Regions from separate parts of the Mus musculus genome. Here all the other regions are linked to region 3. A link is a contact called in public HiChIP or PLAC-seq data. All regions are on one chromosome and are shown on one strand. The core of a region is the stretch at or near the end of the contact, and the rest is flanking DNA. Distances in the headings are between cores, read along the strand shown.

Evidence for each region. HiChIP or PLAC-seq counts read pairs in DNA pulled down with a chosen protein or histone mark.
Region 1: an H3K27ac HiChIP or PLAC-seq map of embryonic stem cells shows a contact between it and region 3, with 7 read pairs. The contact joins the enhancer-like site here to the promoter of Gnmt in region 3. A contact is called at or near these places in 3 of 39 promoter capture datasets (hippocampal neurons, liver and macrophages), 1 of 484 Hi-C or Micro-C datasets (rod photoreceptor), 1 of 115 datasets of contacts at active chromatin or transcription factors (embryonic stem cells) and 3 of 9 other capture datasets (adipose tissue, liver and pancreatic islet).
Region 2: an H3K27ac HiChIP or PLAC-seq map of embryonic stem cells shows a contact between it and region 3, with 8 read pairs. The contact joins the enhancer-like site here to the promoter of Gnmt in region 3. A contact is called at or near these places in 10 of 39 promoter capture datasets (cranial neural crest, frontonasal cranial neural crest, hematopoietic stem and progenitor cells and 6 more), 2 of 484 Hi-C or Micro-C datasets (cerebral cortex and neutrophils), 5 of 115 datasets of contacts at active chromatin or transcription factors (bone marrow-derived macrophages, double positive thymocytes and embryonic stem cells) and 3 of 9 other capture datasets (adipose tissue, liver and pancreatic islet).

The regions. Positions count from the first base shown.
Region 1 is chr17:46,816,068-46,819,589 of GRCm38.p6, forward strand. All of the region lies in intron 4 of Bicral (BRD4 interacting chromatin remodeling complex associated protein like), which reads right to left. Among named protein-coding and RNA genes, the nearest start is that of Bicral, 14 kb to the right of the region's middle. Within about 2 kb of position 1,899, at least 21 of the 459 cell types and tissues checked have an H3K27ac peak or open chromatin away from gene starts, as enhancers often do. A contact at or near this core is called in embryonic stem cells and liver, where this site is marked.
Region 2 is chr17:46,798,590-46,801,604 of GRCm38.p6, forward strand. It overlaps Bicral (BRD4 interacting chromatin remodeling complex associated protein like), which reads right to left. Exons shown (of 11, transcript NM_001100452.1): 11 at 1-3,015. The coding sequence ends at 2,459. Among named protein-coding and RNA genes, the nearest start is that of Rpl7l1, 17 kb to the left of the region's middle. Within about 2 kb of position 1,257, at least 21 of the 459 cell types and tissues checked have an H3K27ac peak or open chromatin away from gene starts, as enhancers often do. A contact at or near this core is called in bone marrow-derived macrophages, embryonic stem cells and neutrophils, where this site is marked.
Region 3 is chr17:46,727,646-46,731,030 of GRCm38.p6, forward strand. Gnmt (glycine N-methyltransferase) reads right to left here and starts at 1,520. Exons shown (of 6, transcript NM_010321.1): 1 at 1,301-1,520. The coding sequence starts at 1,506.

The DNA.
Region 1 (3,522 bases), core at 649-3,148, 89 kb after region 3:
AGCACCAGAGACCCTGATGCCGGCCAGGGATGTGGCCTCCTCCTAGGAGTAGGAGCTCCCAGAGGGCCTGGCTCCAGTCACCAGGCTAGCCCTTTGGGAGGACTAGTGCTCTGGAATGGAGCTGTGAGGCAGAGGCTGAACCCACATCAATCGCCATGACAAGGAACACGTGTCTAATGAGGTGACATGAGGGCTGTAACCGGCTGCGGGAACTGGCTGGGTCTGGGCCCTCCACCCCACTTTAGCTGCACTTTAGCGTCGCTTGGGAGCTTTTGGAAAATGTTGGTGCCTAAGGTCCTTGCTCCACGCTGTTGAGATCAGAATTTATGGGGATTAAGGCGCAGGCAGGTGTCACATTGTTTAGAATGTTCCCCACTTGCCTCGATTATGCAGCTAAGTTCCTCGGTTTTTTCAGATGAGAGAACTGAAGACAGGTTTAGCCACACGCCACCTGCTGACAGGGCACAGGCAGGGATGACCCAACACTTGCTTCCCCAGGAAGGCTCCCTGCACCTGCTGCAGAATATGACCGCGGGAAAGAGGCAAGGCACAGTATCCAGCGGCCTGTGACCACTGTGCCTACCGCCTCCACTGTTGTGTGAGACTGTCACAAGGCGGCTTACGTGCAGCTCCAGGGAAAGGGTTAAAAATTATCTGGTCAGGGCCCGGCACTGTCTTGGTTACTGCCAATATCTCCATCATTCATGGAGAGGATGTTTGAGAGAGATTTTCACAGAAGAATCTCAAGCTGGGTGTGGTGGGTACCTATTAGCACTGGGGAGAAAGAGGCAGGTGGATGTCTGTGAGTTTGAGGCCAGTCAGAGCTACATAGTAAGCGACCCTGCCTTAAAAATGGTTTTTTTGTTTGTTTGTTTTTTGGTTTTTTGTTGTTGTTTGTTTGTTTGTTTTGTTTTGTTGGTTTTTCAAGACAGTGTTTCTCTGTGTAGCCCTGGCTGTCCTGGAACTCACTCTGCAGACCAGGCTGGCCTCGAACTCAGAAATCCGCCTGCCTCTGCCTCCCAAGTGCTGGGATTAAAGGTGTGCGCCACCACGCCGGGCAGTTTTTGTTTTGTTTTTGTTTTTTGTTTGTTTTTTTAGATTTATTTATTGGTTATATGTAAGTACACTGTAGCTGTCTTCAGACACTCCAGAAGAGGGAGTCAGATCTCATTATGGATGGTTGTGAGCCACCATGTGGTTGCTGGGATTTGAACTCTGGACCTTCGGAAGAGCAGTCGGGTGCTCTTACCCACTGAGCCATCACACCAGCCCCGTTTTGTTTTTTTAAATAGGGTTTAGAGACTTATTAAAAGCATAGGAGAAGAAAGCAAGTCTGTCTAGCTGGACACCTGCAGACACAGTAAGGTGTGTATGTGTGTGTGGGGTAGGGGATAGGAGAGAGGCAGGGCTGGAGACCAAGACAGAGAATTCAGCTCGCTCGCACCTGCACCCTCACACCCAAGGCCTTGAGGGTGCATGCTGGCTCCTGGCTCTCAAGGAATTTTAGAGCTACTAAACCTTTTGGAGCTCTGAAAAGGCTTAGACCTATCATAGTTTTTGCTTGACACGCTAAATTCTCATAAAAAGCACCTGGCTTACTTCCGACTTGTACATTTGGATCCATTTAGAAGGCAGTGTAAAGCCTGGTGTTCCTTTGGGCTCCACAGAGGACGCCTGGCTCTCAGTTAGAGGCAAGGCCTTCCCAACCACGCCTCCAGCAGCAGGCAGAAGTGCTCAGTGCGGTAGGTGACCTGTCAGAGGCAGAGGGCCCGTGCGAGTGCCTCCAATGGGCTCGCCCCTTGGGACAACTGGAGCACTGAGAAGAAGAAAGTAGGATAAGCACAAAGAAGCAACCAGATCAGAGACGGGACTACACGGACGGTCTGGAGGGGGGAGGTATAGATGAGCAGGGAGTCACAAGCTCATCTGGGCCACACCTAATCGCTGGCTGAAGACTCACTACACTGTTTATCTACTTTGTCCAAGTATGTTTTTATCTTTACATTTCGGGGGCATGGGGAGCACATGCCACAGCGTGTATGATTGTGGTGGTCAGAGGGGACAGCCTGTGGGACTGGGTTCTCTCTTTTCAACGTGTGCTTTCCAGAGACTATGCTTAGGCTTTGCGGCTGCTACCTTTACCTGCTGAGCCACCTCGCAGGTCCTTAAGTCTTTTTTTTTTTTTTTTTAATTTATTATATGTAAGTACACTGTAGCTGTCTTCAGACACACCCGAAGAGGGCGTCAGATCTCATTACGGATGGTTGTGAGCCACCATGTGGTTGCTGGGATTTGAACTCAGGACCTTTGGAAGAGCAGTTGGGTGCTCTTAACTGCTGAGCCATCTCTCCAGCCCTCCTTAAGTCTTTTTAAAAATGCTGATTTTTTTTCCTTCTGGATATGATAGCGCATGACTTAAAATTAATCCCAGCACTCAGGAGGCAGAGGCAGGCAGATCTCTGAGTTTGAGGCCAGCCTTGTCTGCAGAGTGGGTTCCAGGACAGCAATGGCAGAGCCCCCTGGAACTGGAGTTATAGACCGTTGGGAGCTGTCCCAAGCGGGCGCTGGTAATGGCGCTAAGAGCAGCCAGTGCTCTCAACCCTGGGTTAAAGGTGTAAGGTCACCAATGTGCAAACAACATTTTCTGACTGAATTCTGGGTGAAAATCTACTGTAAAGTGCACGAATGTCTTGATCACAGAAATCGGCATTATCTGGCTTGGCATTAACTCTCTTGGTGGGGCGGTAACAACATGAAATGTCAGGAAGCCCCTCTTCTCGGGAGATGCTGAAGAAGTTACAGGCAAACAGTCGGAGTGTTTATAAAGGACTTTGAAATGTGTTTGTTCTTGAGCACACTACATAGACACACATGGACCCTTAGTACGAGTAACACAGATACTGCAGAATCTAGGCTATGGGAGACAGACACCAGGCGAGCAGTTTTCTGTCCCCTTTCAGTTTCCATGGCTCCGAGTCTCAGACTGAGCCCAGGCTCCAGGGGTCACTGTAAGCAAGCAGTGGCTGGAGAGCAGGGGGTAAACTTCCTGCTCTCTGTGAGTGCTTGGGGCAGAGCTGACTAACTACCCACCCTGAACGCAACGCCAAGAAATGCAGTCCTCGAGAATGTTAACAGTTAAAAATAGATTACTATGTGTGTGTGCACATCTGTGCATGTGTGCGAGTGTGCACGTGTATGCCAGTATGCATGTGTGTGTGCATGTGTGGAGGTACGAGGACACCTTTGTGGACTGGGCCCTCCCCTTCCTTCCAGCGGTACATGGGTTTCAGGGATCAATTCAGGTTCCAGGCTTCTTCAGCCACTGCCTAACTGCTGAACTCTTTCACTTGCGCATAAGATGAACCACAAATGCTGGATTAGGAGACTGGAAGGTTTGGCTCAGCAGTTTAAGAACACTTGCTGCTCTTGCAGAGGGCCTGAGTTCAGTTCCCAGTGCCCACCTTGGGTGGCTCACCACTGCCTGCAACTCCAGCTCCCGGGGACTGGCATCTCTAGCCACCG
Region 2 (3,015 bases), core at 7-2,506, 71 kb after region 3:
AAACAAAGGGAAGAAAAGGTGATTTTTTTTTTTTGTTACTGAGCACGCGTTCTAGAACTCAACTGACTAATGACCCTGAACCACCAACGTTGGCCACTGAGGCAGAGCGCTTCCCTTCAGCAGTGGGGGCTCGGGAGTGAGTTATGACCCATGTGGTGTAACCTAATCACAGGAGTAAAATACACTTTGTAATCTTCATTTGTCATTATCTAGAGTCTTTCCTCCATAAAAAGTAAACTTACATACAAGGACACAAAAATTTACAAGTTTCATTTTGGTACAGTAGGCTCTCCTTGTGTGGGACTAATGTCATGGTGAGAAGCCCTGTAACCTGACACACAGGAGAGAAAACTAGGGCCAGGGCCGGGGCTGGGGAGGGAGGGAAGAGATAACAAATATACACGAGACTTTCTTGTCTCTTGAGAATTCCACTGATTTGCAATAATTAAAGTAATTCATTAGTAGCCATGTGCTGCAGGCATCCAGGGGCCATCTTGAATGGTAACCATGTGGCTATGAGAAGAGCCTGTGACAGAGAGATCAGGGCAGCCCAGACAGAGGTCTAACTGGTAAACAACTCATCTTTCTAATGTGTTATAATACAGGAAGGAAGTCAGCAACTTGGACATTGGCACAGAGAAGGAAGAAAAGGACAACTCGAAGACAGCCCAGACTCTTCTAGTTTGGTTGGCTGGGCTGTGGGCGGGAGAAGGTCCATCGCTCTCAAAGACTGGCTGTCTCACAGAGTTTTTTTGTGTAGTGGACAGAGGGGTAAAAAAGGCCCACACAGTCTGCTATTGCTCAAATTTCTCTCCTTCTGTGTTTGAGGCAGGGGTGTGTTATATAGCCCAAGCTGGCCTTGAACCAGTGACTCTCCTGCTTTAGTCACCTGACTGTTGGGATTACAGGTGTATGCCACCATGCCTAGATTGTTGCTGTGTTATGTGAAAAAAAGATAAAAATCAAAATCAAAAGCCTTCCTTTCCATTGCAGGCCAATCTGGAAAAGAAACACTCTACATGATGACCATAGGGACAACTCCATTTTGGGGGTATAACGAAGCAGAGGAGATCAACGGATGCATTTACACAGCCTGGGGATGAACAGAGGGAGGAAGCCCTCACAGGCATCAAAGCTACCTCTGGATCCCAGAGGTTGATGGAGACGTGGGAGGAGGGTTGCAGACACAGCACTGTGGGCCATTACCACACAGGAAGAAGCAAGTAGCAACAGAACACGCCCTGGTGCAGGCCCGCACAGAGGGAAGGATGAGGGCCACTCCCGGAAAGGAACAAAAATAATAAAGAGGAAGGCTCGATCGCTATGGTGAACTGGACCACACACAGCGGGGGCGGGGCCAGGACATGGCCCCCTGTCTCCTGCCTCGGTTCCTTCCTTCAGTGGCCTGCTGGTTGTGACCTTTGGTTTACTGTGTTTGGGAATGAATGACTGATACTGTTGACTACTATTCTCACGAACAAGGCCAGAGTCCCGTTCAAAAGCCTCAACTGAAAGAGTACAACACAGTTTTTAAGTGAAAGCCTTTTGATGCTTGGCTAAGGGCTGAGGGAAAGGGGACAACGAGGTTGAATGGAACAGAATTCAGCGATAATAAAGAACATAGGTTATGTTGACTTCACCCAATTATAAAATGCAAACCTCTTTTAAGTTGATGGAATACACGGAGACCCCGGTGCCTCCCCAACTCGCTGCCTTACAACTGACTTCCACTGTTCCCTAGTGAGCCTGTGAGAATTTCAGGGCGTACACCTGGGGCTAAGAACAGACCATTCTCAGACAGAATTCAGCACGAATGTGTTGAAGACAAACACAAGGCTTTGCTTTTGCAGCATCGCACAGCACTGGATGTCAGGAGGATGCTCTGTGGCTGTGCTCCTGGCGTCTTAGCCAGGGCGGTGGGCTTCCAGGCAGAGCACCGGCTACCCACCACTCAGCGGGCTGGTCAGGGAGAGTCTTCCCTACGCAGATACCCTCTCCCCCTGGAACAGAACAAAACCAAACCACTACTTTGGAGCTGCAGTGAGAAAGTCTTTAAATCAGTCCTGTTTGATTTTTCTTTAATAAGTCTGTTCTTTTGAAATGACTTATGATTGTCAAAATTTTACCCAGGGCCAAGTGTACTGTGGTCTTGAGCGACAGTGCTAAGAAACAAACCACAAAACAAATTAACGAACAACAATGGCCGTAAGCACTTTCGTAACACTTGAAATGTGGAGGGCCTATCGGACTGCTTTCTAGAGAGAGGTGGGTGTACTGAGGGGTCTCCCCGCAGCCATGACGACATGTATTGCTCTTCAAAAGAACAGGGTGAGATTAGAAAGGATAACCTGTGATGGAGGACCAAGCAGGCTGGAGACAGACGGGAGCCGTTTCCATTTGCTTTGCTGGGAGAGAGTGTAACTGGTCCGGGGCAGGGTCTGGAGGAGGACGGCTGCTATTAACACTCTAGAATACTATTTACAGCTGCTTCTAAAATGGAGTCCGTTTCTACAACGCCTTCACTGTGGTCCGGGATGAATTTTTCTAGGCAGTTTTCCTGCGAAGCCATTGGAGAAAAGCTGGGGAAGTCCAGGTCCGCCGCACCGCTGGCCGTAGGGTCGCTTGGCGGCCGCCCCGAGTTCTTGAGTTCCAGGATGTTCTTAAAGGTTTTCTCTAGGCTCTTGGTGAGCTGGAGATCTGGCTGGGGCTCACCCGACCCTTTCATGATGTCTGTGTGTAAAACCTCATTCTTTGGGGAATTCCTCAGCGCTTTGTCCTGGAAGGAGTCGAGACAGGGCATCTCCATGTGCGAGCTGGCCAGGACGCCGGGGAGCTTGCTCTCAGAGCCGTGATCTGGCCTGGGCAAGCTTTTGCGGTGGCCCTCGGGGCCCGGAGAGCACCTGCTGACCTTGGCAGGGTCCCTCCGGCCGCCCTTGTCCTCAGGCGGACCCCGGTATTGGCCTAAGACCCCTCTGTCAAATTTCAGTGTTCTACTGTGGCCTTCTGACTTTTTAG
Region 3 (3,385 bases), core at 270-2,769:
CAACCATCCGTAACAAGATCTGACTCCCTCTTCTGGTGTCTGAAGACAGCTACAGTGTACTTACATATAATAATAAATAAATCTTAAAAAAAAAAAAAAAAGAATTTTCCTTATCAAGTAGCAAAAAAATTTTTTGAGAGTTTTTTTTTTTTTGTTTTTTGTTTTTTTTTTAGCCTGGTTTAAACAGTGAGTTCCAAGACAGCTGGGGCTACAAAGAGAGACTCTGTTTCAAAAAAATTTTTTTTCAAAATTTAATTTCATGTGTCGTGCCTGAATATGTGCATCATGTGCATACCTTGTGTCTGCAGACCCCAGAGAGGGTGCTGGGCACCAAATTTGGGTCCTCTGTAAGAACATGTGCCATCTCCCCAGCTGCCTCTTATTAGAAACAGGGTCTCCTAATGTAGCCCTGCAGGGCCTGGAACTCACAGAGAGCCACCTATTTAGGACTCCCTGAGTGCTGGGATTAAATATATGTGCCACTACTCCTGACATCAACACATTTTTTTTTATTTTTAATTATGTCTGTATGTGTAGTACATGTGAGTACAGTGCCCTCCACGGCCAGAAGGGAGCGCTAACCTCCCCCTGGAACGGAATTCCAGGCGATTATGAGCCACCTGATGCAGATGCTAGGCACTGAGAGCCTGTCTTCTGCCAGAGCCTAAGGGGCTCTTAGTAGTCGGACCATCTCACCGGCTCAATGGCTTTTTGTTGTTGTTTTTGTTTTTAAATCATAGTCAGGCATTCTACAAAAGTGCACTTGAGAACCTGGCATACTGGTGCTCCTGGAAATATCTCAGTCAGAGGTGTCCGTGAGTTCTGGGCTGAGTCGGGAGTGTGGGCCAGACACTATCCTGGTCTGTATCCTCTCCACCAAATGGGGGCCTTTTACCTCTTGGAAATGACTTTTTCTTTAGTACTACTGGTTGGAGAAAAGCGCTGCTCACCTCGTGGGGTTTTGTTACAGCTTGCAACACACGTACCCAAACTCCTGGCACAGCACTTGGCTGTGCAAACGTGCTACAAATGTTCTGTTCACACTGCCAGAGGCCAATCGCAGGAGGAACAGCGCCGGAGCCAAGGATCCACCTTGACCCAAAGCTCGGATTTTGCTCTGTCCCATGAATCCTTCTCTGCGCACACCCTGGCCCCTTCCCGCACTGTTTCGGCAGATGCTCTCCCATGCCCATACTACCCTGATGAGCAAGGGCTCTTGACCCCCTAGTACTGCCTGCCAGGCTCCAGCCCGCAGAGGCTGCCCAGACTGGCCTAAGCAGGCCGGCCCGTTTGGACTCACCCTGTGCCACAGGCTACGTCCAGCACCCTGTGGCACCCGTGCTGGCGCAACAGCCCAAGCAACCACGCCTTGTACTCTGCGGTACGGCTGCGGGTGTCCCCGATGTACAGCTGCCACACACGTGCGGCCTCCCCATCTGCATACTGGTCCGGGAGCCCTTCGGCCGCCACCCCCAGGGAGCGGGTACGGTACACGCTGTCCACCATCCTGACCGGCGCCTGGCTCTCAGGCCACGCGATCCGCACTTATAATCCTCTGGCAAGGCAGTCCCACCTGGCCAATGGCAGGTGAGAGCAGGGACACGCCCCTGCTGGGCCCTGGGCCCAGAGCCAGGCTTGCTGCCTCTGCCTTGAGGATGGCTCAGCACAGCAATCCTGGACCTGGCTTAGTAAGACAGGTCAGATAGGACTCGCCAGGGTGGCCGGGAGGAACTCACAAAGTAAAGCAATGAGAGATCACTCCACCCCTACCCAAGGAGGAAGGGGAAGAAGCCTGAAATCCACCCAAAACAGAATTATTACATGCCCAGCCCAGCACAGTGTCTACACAACACTGCTTATCATTTAGTGGAGGGAACACTCCGCTAAAGAGAGCCACTGTGTCGGGACATTATGAACAGTCTTTGAGAAAGATGCCCATCCAAGTACAAGAGTACACCTGGAGATAGGCGTGTCTCTCTTCCCCTCCCCCATACCAGCCAGGAGCCTCCTAAGGTAGCCTGGGCCTTCCAATCCATGGGCTTTATACTCTGCAATCTCTTAAAGGCTGGGTGTAGTAAGGTGAGACAGGAGGATTATTAGTGCTCAATGAATTAGTGAACAATGTGGGAGACATAGCAAGCCTTCCATCTGCTTTCCATGGGAGCACCTTCAGAGAGGAAAGTTGGGGGTCGGCAGGGAAGGTGCTCATGGCGCCCGCTCGGGCTAGCGTCACTGTATAACCTGAGGGTCCGTTTCGTGTTACCCGCTCACCCTTTTTACCCCACCAAGGACAAGATCCCAGCCGGGCTAAAGTCGGCTCTGGAAGATGCGTGTGAGCGACGAGAAGCCTGCCCCGCCTGCCCTGCCTGCCCACACACTTCCAACTCTGTGAACACTCGTTACGTGGAAAGAAGAGAGAAGACAGGGAGCATCCCGCCCGCCCGCCCGCCCGCCCTCCCTTCGCCTTCCCAATGCAGGGTGAACCCTGGAGATGGAAGGAGGCCCACAGTTGTGTGACTTAACCTTCTTATAGTAGGTATGGCTGTTTTGACTTCATAGATGTCAGTATGTGTCTGACGCCCGTGGAGCCCAGAATCGAGAGCTTCAGATACCCTGAACCTGCAGTTGTAGACAGTGGGGAGCCACTCGGTGGTGCTGAGGACACTGAACCCCACAGAGGACCAAGTGGTTTGTTTGGTTTGGTTTGGTTTTTGTGAGAAAGGGTTTCTCTGGCTGTCCTAGAATTCACTCTGTAAACCAGGCTGGCCTCGAACTCAGAGATCCGACTGCCTCTGCCTCCCAAGGGCTAGGGCTAAAAGCGTGCGCTACGACCCTAGCTGCAGATAGGGCTTTTAATGGCTGACCTATCTCTCCAGCCCATATTTTTTAACTTTTGTTAGCACAGCGCCAATCTCAAATGGTTCTGACCAGGCTCAGTCTTGGGGACTCAATGTCCCTACACACAGGCCTCTGACACTATGCTCAGAAAGATTCTCGAGGCTGAGTGTGATGGTGTGTGCCTGTAAGTCCTATACTTGGCAGCTGAGAACAGAAAAGCTGGAGTTCAAAGATATTCTAGGGTACATAGACTTCAAGGCAAATCTGGGCTACATCAGTCCCTGTGGAGACAAAGCAGAGAGGAGAAACTGTATTTGGGAATTTCAAGTAAATCCAATGCCACGTATCAAAGCATTTTGGGGGTAAACCTATCAATCCTAGACTTTTTTCAAATCTCATCTCAGCATCTTAAGTGGTATCTTTTATTTACTTAGGGTTTTTAAAACTGGGGAACCAGGCATGGTGGTGCATTTTGTTTGTTTGTTTGTTTTTTGAGACAAGGTTTCTCTGTATAGTCTTGGCTGGCCTTGAACTCACAGAGATCCAA